Regions from separate parts of the Mus musculus genome. Here regions 1 and 3 are each linked to region 2. The links are chromatin contacts, called in public Hi-C and promoter capture Hi-C maps. All regions are on one chromosome and are shown on one strand. The core of a region is the stretch at or near the end of the contact, and the rest is flanking DNA. Distances in the headings are between cores, read along the strand shown. Region 1 holds the start of Alg11 (asparagine-linked glycosylation 11 (alpha-1,2-mannosyltransferase)). Region 2 holds the start of Thap1 (THAP domain containing, apoptosis associated protein 1). Region 3 holds the start of Tti2 (TELO2 interacting protein 2).

Region 1 (2,700 bases), core at 8-2,507, 4.1 Mb after region 2:
GATGCCACCTGATAACCCAAAGGCCAATGACCAAATATACACACAAAACTCCGCATATCATCAGTCCAGGAAAGAAGAGTGAATAGAAAAACCTGAGATAAATAAAAGGTGAAAATCAACCTGTTGTCAATTTAAAAAGTCAGCTACAAACTAAGGTTTACTTTTTACACACTTGCTTAATATTAAGTTCTGTAGCTCCTAAGTCTGCTAAAAAAATTATTTAAAAAAAAAGTGCCGGGCGGTGGTGGCACATGCCTTTAATCCCAGCACTTGAGAGGCAGAGGCAGGAGGATTTCTGAGTTTGAGGCCAGCCTGGTCTACAAAGTGAGCTCCAGGACAGTCAGGACTATACAGAGAAACCCTGTCTCGAAAAACAAAAACAAAACAAAACAAAAAAACAAAAAAAATTAATTTTTTTCCCCTTAGTGGTGATGACTGGTGATTCAGGGCCTCAAAGATGTTAGGTAAACACTTGATTCCTAGCCAATACATACCCATATTTAAACCAAATGCTTGGAAGAAAGGTAACTGTAATCCAAAGCTTTGAATTACTTATCAATGACCATTATAATGCAGAAAGTCACTCATGACAATGTACACTGTACAGAGCTGGCAGCATTCCATTTATCGGGAAAAGGCCAAGAATGTGCTAGAACAAACTAGCCTATTCATATTTTTAGCAATCACTACAGACCTTGAAGCAGACAGCTCAGAAAGGAAGATGTAATACAAACTCTGGCAAGAATGCATGTATCCACTGCTCTTCAGAACGCTATTTCGCTAGCTATAAATGTTCAACCTGAACAAAAACACATATGAACTTAGGTAGGCTTTCATAGGGCAGAAACAACTTTTGAAATATGGAACTATTACAATAGTAGTGACCACCGGGTGGTTAACATTCCTGTTTATTTCTACCAACTTTATGTAATTCTTACATAAGAAACGATATGTATCTCAAAGGCAAAACCAATATATTTACAACTTTAAACATCAACCAGGAAAGAAGAAATCAACAGATGGTCAAGTAGCAGAGAGTCAACCAACTGGTTTACGAAGCAGCAGGTAGCCAGTTAAGGAAAACAGCTGATCGGCATGCGAAACAACCGAGGTAAACCGAGGCACGAAGAAAGCGCTTCTACAGACTTTATCTGGACTGCCTCCAAACCCTCCACGCCCTCGTGAGCTCAGGCCACCAGATCCTCACCGCAGCACGGCGTACACGCACCAGCTCCCAGTGTCCGCCGCCATCTTATCCCACCCTCCCCTCTCACAGCCCGGAAGCGCTTGCCTGTTCTTCTATCCTATTGGCTCCTGAGGAAGCGTGTGCCGTTAGCCACGCCCCCCGCTTACACGCCTTCCTGCAGGTTGCCTAATAGCCGCTTCCCACAGGCGGGGCGCACACGGGCCCATCCCACTTGGGCCACGCCGCTGCGGTGGCGGTGGTGGGGCGTGGCTTGTGATGGACAGCCGGCTCTCTCGCCCCTCCCACCCCACTCGCCCCGCCCACTTCGCTCCCCCCCCTCCCGTCTGGAAGCCCCCTTGAGGGCGCCCAGCCCTGCCCCCACCGCGGCGCTGCCAGCCGGTTGGGACCCAATGGGAGGTCCGGGCGGGCGACGAGCTAATCTTCCAGTACAGAGTCCGCTCTTTCAGAGGTGTCGGCGAGTCCCCAGCGGCCGCAGTAGCGGGGCGCGGGGTGGAGAGGGGGCTGCGCTGGAGCGGGCGTCCTGAGACTGTGGTCCTCGCTGCACCCTATCTGCAGCGCACCGCGGACCTCGCTGTCCGTAGTCCGCAGCGCCGGGGCTGGGAGATCTGAGCCCTGTGTTCCCCAGGAACCACGGATGCGCTTCTTCGCGCCTCCTCTCCCTGGCTTGTAAAGTCGCCCTTCCCTCCCCCCAACCAGGTGACCTTTGGGCTCGGGGATGGATCCCAGGAAGAACTTGGCGTCTGTGGGGACGATGCCTGAACAGGAGAGACAGGTCACAGCCAAAGAGGCCAGTCGGAAAGTAAGTTTCCTTTGCCTGACCGCAGCGTGTACGCACCTGCTCAAAGCGCTTTTCTCCTCGGTTCCTCCAGGGCTCGTGACTGTGGACACGTACCCCTGAGAACCCGGGAGGAAAACCCTCTAGATCAAGGGTGCCACTAGCCCTCTGGTGTACAACGATTTCGAGCCCAGAACTTTCCCCGGTCCTTATTAAAGAGCTCTTGAGCGTGGGCTTGCTGTATAAAAACTCTAGTTGCTCCTGGGAGTGCTAATACCTCGCTAATGCCTGGCTAATGCTCCTCAAAAGGTCTACATCCAAGTCCTGTACCTTGAAGGCATTCATTTAATAATACAGGGGGTTAATTAATGCAGCCTCTTAGAGATGCAAACAGCGTAGAATATTTAACATGAAAAGCAGGTCTGTTTTTCTTTTCTTCATGTGCGTTTTCAATCAACAAATACTTACTGAAACTTGTATAGGTCGCAGGCATATGATGAATTCTTGAAGATTTGTGCATTGTTTTAAAATATTTTGTCTAGCTTAATTGAAATCACGTTTTATGTTCTCGGAACTTTTTTTTTCCAATTAGTTATACTTTGTAGATTGTTTCCCAGAGTGTCATAGGTGTTCCCCATAGTCTGTTGGTGGTTCCCTCTTGGGTGGTCATGGCGATTGCTTCCTTTCTTTCCCAGTTGACGTGATCTTTGCACTTGAA
Region 2 (2,700 bases), core at 142-2,641:
CCTCCAAAACCTAACATAAAACTTGTAACAACAAATTTACCTGCCTAAAAATTGTCACATTTTGTGGACTGTTAGCATTAACAAACACCATCAGTAACGCTAATTCTATGACTTTCTTCTTTCAAGAGAGTATTTTTATTTTTCTCTTTAAAAAGATTTATTTATTATATATAAGTACACTGTAGCTGTCTTCAGACACATCAGAAGAAGGCGTCATTTCTCATTACGGATGGTTGTGAGCCACCATGTGGTTGCTGGGAATTGAACTCAGGACCTCTGGAGGAGCAGTCAGTGCTCTCAACCGCTGAGCCATCTCTCCAGAGTATTTTTCACCCTGGCTTCTTGATTGCTGCACCCACTACAAGAACGAGCCCTGACGGCTGTGGGGGTAAAGCTGGTATTCGCTCACATTAACCTTCACCACGGCAACAGAGTCAAGTGTGTGCTATCGTCTCGTTCTTCCTGTGTGTTGAAAGACAGGGGTTCATCTCGACAATACCAAGAGCCTCCTCTAAAGCCCATGGATGCTAAAGGTTGGTTCTTTGACGCTAGGACTTAAGAGTCCTCCCTGGCATCCCGGTCAGCTGCCCTGCTTCCTTCCCGGCATCCACAGTGAGGTCCGAAACCTGTCCTCCTCCCCCTGTGCGTTCCCAGCTCGACTTCCTCCCTATGTGCCACGGCCACGCCGCGGCTTGGGACGAAGAGGTACGCAGGGCTGCGAGAGGCTTCTGGGCGTCGCTCGCTCGCTTGCCCGCCCGCCGGAAACCCTCCGCGAGCGCGAAGGCGCGCGGTCTCAGCCCCCAGCGGAGGCCAAGACCAACGGAGACGCCGCGCGCCCGGGATGCGCAGCGGGGGCGCGCAGCCACGGGGACGCGCCCCCGTGGGTCCCCGCCCCCGCCGGCCCGGCCCGTCCGCCGCCCTGAGCGCCCGAGCGCCCGCCCCGCCTCCTCCAGGTCTCGCGCGGCCACGCGCCGGGCTCCGCCCCCACCCGCCCGCGCGCCCCTGTCGCCGCGGCCGCGGAGCACGCCAGTTACCTACTTGTGGAAGGAGACGGGCTTGTCCTTGTCGTAGCGGTTCTTGCAGCCGTAGGCGGAGCAGGACTGCACCATCCTTCTGGCCCTCCACACTTCCCTTCGGCCCGGGAGGCAGGCGAAGGGGGCCGTCGGGGTCGCCGCGCTCGGCCTTGATAACGCTCGCCGCTCTCGGTGGCGTCGGTCAGCAGTTACGGGGACGATCACCTCGCCGTGGGGTGGGGGTTGGGGTGGGGGAGTGACTACCCTGTCCGTTGTGGGGTTTGCTTTAGCAGAAGGACCACAGCTGTCGCCCGTCTCCCATCTTCAAGATGGCGGAGGCAGCTTCAGCCTCACCTCTCGCGAGGACTCGGCTCGCCGTCTCTGATTGGCTGAAGGTAACGTTCCCAGGGAAGCTGACCATTGGCTGGGGCGAGGCGCGCCTGTGGGGCGTGGTCAGCAGTGCGGAAGTGGGTGGGCCCTCTGCGCCTTGGCCGGAAGAGAGCGCGTTTGTTTGGGATCCTGACTGCAGTCGTTCTCGTAGTGGTGACTGTCGTTAATTTGTCCGGCGTTTTCTGCTGCAGCTTGATAAAGAACGGCCTGTTGGGTCCGAAAGCCTGCAGGAGAACGTGGAAGAGCTCGTCCCTGGCCATACGCAGTTTTTTTTTAAAGGGGGGGGAACCAGCAGATGCGTGGATTGTACAAACCTGTGGTCCACGTTCAGAATCCAGGTGACCGTCTAACTAGACAACGAGGACAAACGCGCATTTCATTTCCTCTAAGCTGGGAAGGAAGACCTTTTTTTTTTTTTTTAAATGTATGTGAGTACACTGTCGCTGTCTTCAGACACACCAGAAGAGGGCATCAGATCTCACTGCAGATGGTTGTGAGCCACCATGTGGTTGCTGGGAATTGAACTCAGGACCTATGTAAGAGCAGTCAGTGCTCTCAACTGCAGAGCCATCTTTCCATCCCTACAGTGCACTTCTGAACGTTGTTACCTTTGTGTAGGCGCAGCGATTTTTCAAGCTGAAGACAAGTGTTACAGGCTTGACCCTCTGTAGTTTGGAGTGTGTGGCGCATTCTCTCCCTTATAAACTATTTTCTGTACCCTTAAATATTGCTTCTCTTAAGGATCTATTTAGTGGCTACCATCTCTAGAACTTTGACTATTGAACCCACATACCATCTTTTCCTAGCTCGTTTTACTTGAGCACACATGGACTTGCCTTCAGAGTTATCAGGTATATGGTTTAATACATTCGCCAACTACTTAAATCTGAAATCCTGGTGTCACTGAGATAAAACAAAAAAACTAGGCTTTAATTCAGCAGAAAAGAACACTTGTTGCTCTTGCAGGTGACCCGGGTTCGATTCCCAGCACCCACAAGGCAGTTCACAACCATCTATAACTCCAGGCAGCTGGGCACCAGGCACACATGTTGTGGGTCAGAGGACAGTTTGTGGGAGTGGGTTCTCTCCTTCCACCTTGTGGGCTCTGGGACCTAACTCGGATCATTAGTCTTGATGCTAAGTGCTCTTATCAGCTGCTCCTAGGACCCCTTCCTCGAGACTTAGGTTAACCTCATAGAATAGAGAGGTTATTCTCTCACCACCATCCTTGAATTCAAGTACTCACAGTCTCAACTTTTTGTCAGTCCTAGTCTTCAGCTTTCTCTCTGTCCCTCAT
Region 3 (2,862 bases), core at 129-2,628, 5.0 Mb before region 2:
ATTGTCAGAATTTCCAGTTTTCCAAGGCAGTCATTTGGTGGAGAAAATGGAATTTGATGACTTCAGTTCTAATCTTGAATTTGCTGCTATATGATTTCCTCGTCTCTAGTAAGCCACAACCGTTCCGGTCCTTAAGAAATCTATTATCTCAGCACCCCTATCTGTCTGATAATAGTGAAAAGAGCATTACTCACTTATTCAAATGGGGCTTAAGAAGCCCCAAGACCACAGCAAATCTCCCTCGATCGTCTTCATTTTCTCCGCATAGGAATCCTGCCACAGAACTGCACTCAGTAACTCTAAGCAATAAAGACAGCACCTCACCAGCAACATGCTGAGATGCTGGACTGGTCCATGGCTGCTTCAATCTGTGAGTGATGGCAAAAATATACACGGGTCCTGACATGTGACGGAGGCCTGTCTTCCACGCAGGGCAGTCGGGAGAACTCTTGGCAGCTTCAACCTTCCCCAACAGCTTTAGAAACAGTGAGCCAACTTCAGTCGCCTTCTCGGGCACTTCGGGATGCTCTTCGACCCCATCTGCCTTCTCCTCGGGTGCTGCGAACTTCTCCAGGGCTCTCACCACCTGCCCCAGGATCTCGGGCATCCCCCGGAGGGATCCCCCACTCCCACTCCCCTCAAAGAATCTGTCACCTTCGGCGGCTTCTATTAAAGCGCCGAGGTCTTTAAGAGCCGCATTTCTTGCGCCGCCCTGTCCTGATGACTTTGGGCGGCTGAGACGGTTCAGAATCTTGGAGAAGGCTGGTTCGAGGGCCGGGGGAGAGCCCTCTGCAGGCAGGGAGCAGCCGACCCCCGACTTCTCTTCGGCACTGTCCAGCTTCATTCCTAGTCGCACCGGAGGGGCTGGGCTCGCCCCCCCCGCCCCCCCCGGGGGGGGACAGAGACCAAATGGGGATGGTGTCTGGAGTCTCGGAGGGAAGGTCGTCCGGGGCTCGGTGTCCCCCAACGAACAGAACTAAAACCAGGCACAGCTAAAAGGCGAGATGTCTCACTGTCTTGACGCAAGGATCGAGTGTCAATCCACCCAGTAAAGTGGCTGTAAGAAGAGAGCCTCAAGCCGGGCAGTGGTGGCGCACGCTTCAGGAGGCAGAGGCAGGCAGATTTCTGAGTTCGAGGCCAGCCTGGTCTACAGAGTGAGTTCCAGGACAGCCAGGGATACACAGAGAAACCCTGTCTCGAAAAAAAAATAGGAGAGCCTCAAGCTCCTAACACGTAGCGAAATTTGTCTTTCCGAAAACTCAAAAAAGAAAAAAAAAACAGTTAATTTTAAAGACAAACTACTGAACCGTGACACCAAAAAGGCTCCCGAAACCAAGCGCTCTTCCAGTACGGTAGCTGTATTCCGCAACTTCCGGCCCTGGAGAGCATTGTAGCCGTAAAGCAAAACTAACTTCCGCCAGCGGAGCCGCAACGCTTCTTTTTACGACTCGCGACCAGAAAGCAACAAACAGTCCGTCAGAGAAGGAAGGGGTAAAAGGTGGAGCATGAAGGATATATTTGCATAACTAAGCGTTCGCTCATTAAGTTTGTTCCTGATTTCATCTGCTAGGCTAGAAACAAGAGAATTCTCGCAAAATCCTAGTAACAGTTTGAAATTGTACTAGATTTTGTGTGCAAAAGCTAAATAGAGCGGCAGCATATTAGTCACCCTCTTTGAAAAACTGGTGAGACTTACTCGATACTTCGCAAGCTAACAGTAAGGCCGATCCTTTCTGGTTCATAAAGCGTGATGATTGGGTGTTCACGCCATTGCGTGACATGTGCCGCCCATAAACCTTGTTACGACGTGGGCACATTACCCGTCTGACATGAACTTAGGAGGATCCTCCACTTCTGGTTCTTGTGTAGATTAGAGTTATGCCCTGTTTTTTACTTCTTGGTTCAGTCAGGTAGGATTACTGGTTAGGTAGTGGAAAGTGTCCAGGGTACCTGGGACTAATACATTATTACTAAAGTACATTCCATTCCTAAGAGAAACTGAAAGTGACAGAGTTATGCTTCTTACAAGTCGCTCTGGTACAATTCACTTCTTTCTAAGAAAAATTGTTTTATTAAGTTATTACTCTGATGTGTATAAATGCTTTGTTCACATGCGTATATGTGTACCTGGTGCCCCCCCTGGTCCCCGCGGAAGCCAGAAAACAGTGTCCAGTTCTCTGAACTTGAATTTCTGGAGTTTGTTAGCCATGGCATGTTCTTAACTGAACCATCTTTCCACTCCAAGACATGCTCTTCTTAGTGTTACACTATTTGCCACTACACTACCAGTGATGCCTGTGTGGCTTTTTTTCCCCCCTTCACTTCTCTGTGTGACCTCTTGCAAACGGCAATAGCTCAGATCTCTATGTCTTAATTTCTGTATTGGGGAAACAAATGTAGATAATTACTGGTCCCCATCTCTTAGGACTGTTGGGACAATTTTTAATGTACATAAATGCCGGGAACAATATCTGATCAGCATAAAGTTCATAGAGGTGTTAGTTCCCATTGTTATGCAACAGCACCAACATTAATTTACATTTCTTCTTTCCAAGAAAATCTGGTGATTAGAATTCTAACTCGGAACCTCTTTCTTCTGGCTTTTCCCACTCTGACCAATTGGTGGCACTCTGATCAATCACTGCTAACCACTTCCAAGAGAAACCTTCCCTTAACAAAAGCAGCTTGAGGCCAGTCAATAAGAGGTTATTGTGTCTGTACTGTGTGGGACGTTTCTTTTCTGTAGCATGTGCCCTTTGTGTCCAGTGGATCCAGACGCCTTTCAGACTTGAGGAGTGCTCTGTATTGTTGAGATCTCTCGCTGGGTTTCCCAAAGCCCGAGCCAGCCATGCCTTTACTTCT

What was found. Promoter capture Hi-C pulls out the DNA fragments that hold promoters and counts their contacts. Hi-C and Micro-C count contacts between places; a contact is called where the count stands out from the background.
Region 1: a contact with region 2 is called in a Hi-C map of CD8 T cells, with 5 times the contacts expected there. The contact joins the promoter of Alg11 here to the promoter of Thap1 in region 2. A contact is called at or near these places in 1 of 39 promoter capture datasets (pre-B cells) and 2 of 484 Hi-C or Micro-C datasets (CD4 T cells and CD8 T cells).
Region 3: a contact with region 2 is called in a promoter capture Hi-C map of pre-B cells. The contact joins the promoter of Tti2 here to the promoter of Thap1 in region 2. A contact is called at or near these places in 3 of 39 promoter capture datasets (cranial neural crest, frontonasal cranial neural crest and pre-B cells) and 2 of 484 Hi-C or Micro-C datasets (CD4 T cells and CD8 T cells).

Annotation. Positions count from the first base shown.
Region 1 is chr8:22,059,278-22,061,977 of GRCm38.p6, reverse strand. It overlaps Alg11 (asparagine-linked glycosylation 11 (alpha-1,2-mannosyltransferase)), which reads right to left and starts at 1,257. Exons shown (of 4, transcript NM_001243161.1): 1 at 1,208-1,257; 2 at 1-92. The coding sequence starts at 1,251. Atp7b (ATPase, Cu++ transporting, beta polypeptide) reads left to right here and starts at 1,904. Exons shown (of 21, transcript NM_007511.2): 1 at 1,904-2,006. The coding sequence starts at 1,923.
Region 2 is chr8:26,156,860-26,159,559 of GRCm38.p6, reverse strand. It overlaps Thap1 (THAP domain containing, apoptosis associated protein 1), which reads right to left and starts at 1,391. Exons shown (of 3, transcript NM_199042.2): 1 at 1,039-1,391. The coding sequence starts at 1,109.
Region 3 is chr8:31,148,832-31,151,693 of GRCm38.p6, reverse strand. Tti2 (TELO2 interacting protein 2) reads right to left here and starts at 1,378. Exons shown (of 7, transcript NM_144927.3): 1 at 195-1,378. The coding sequence starts at 844. It overlaps Snord13 (small nucleolar RNA, C/D box 13), which reads left to right and starts at 1,736; the gene lies at 1,736-1,833.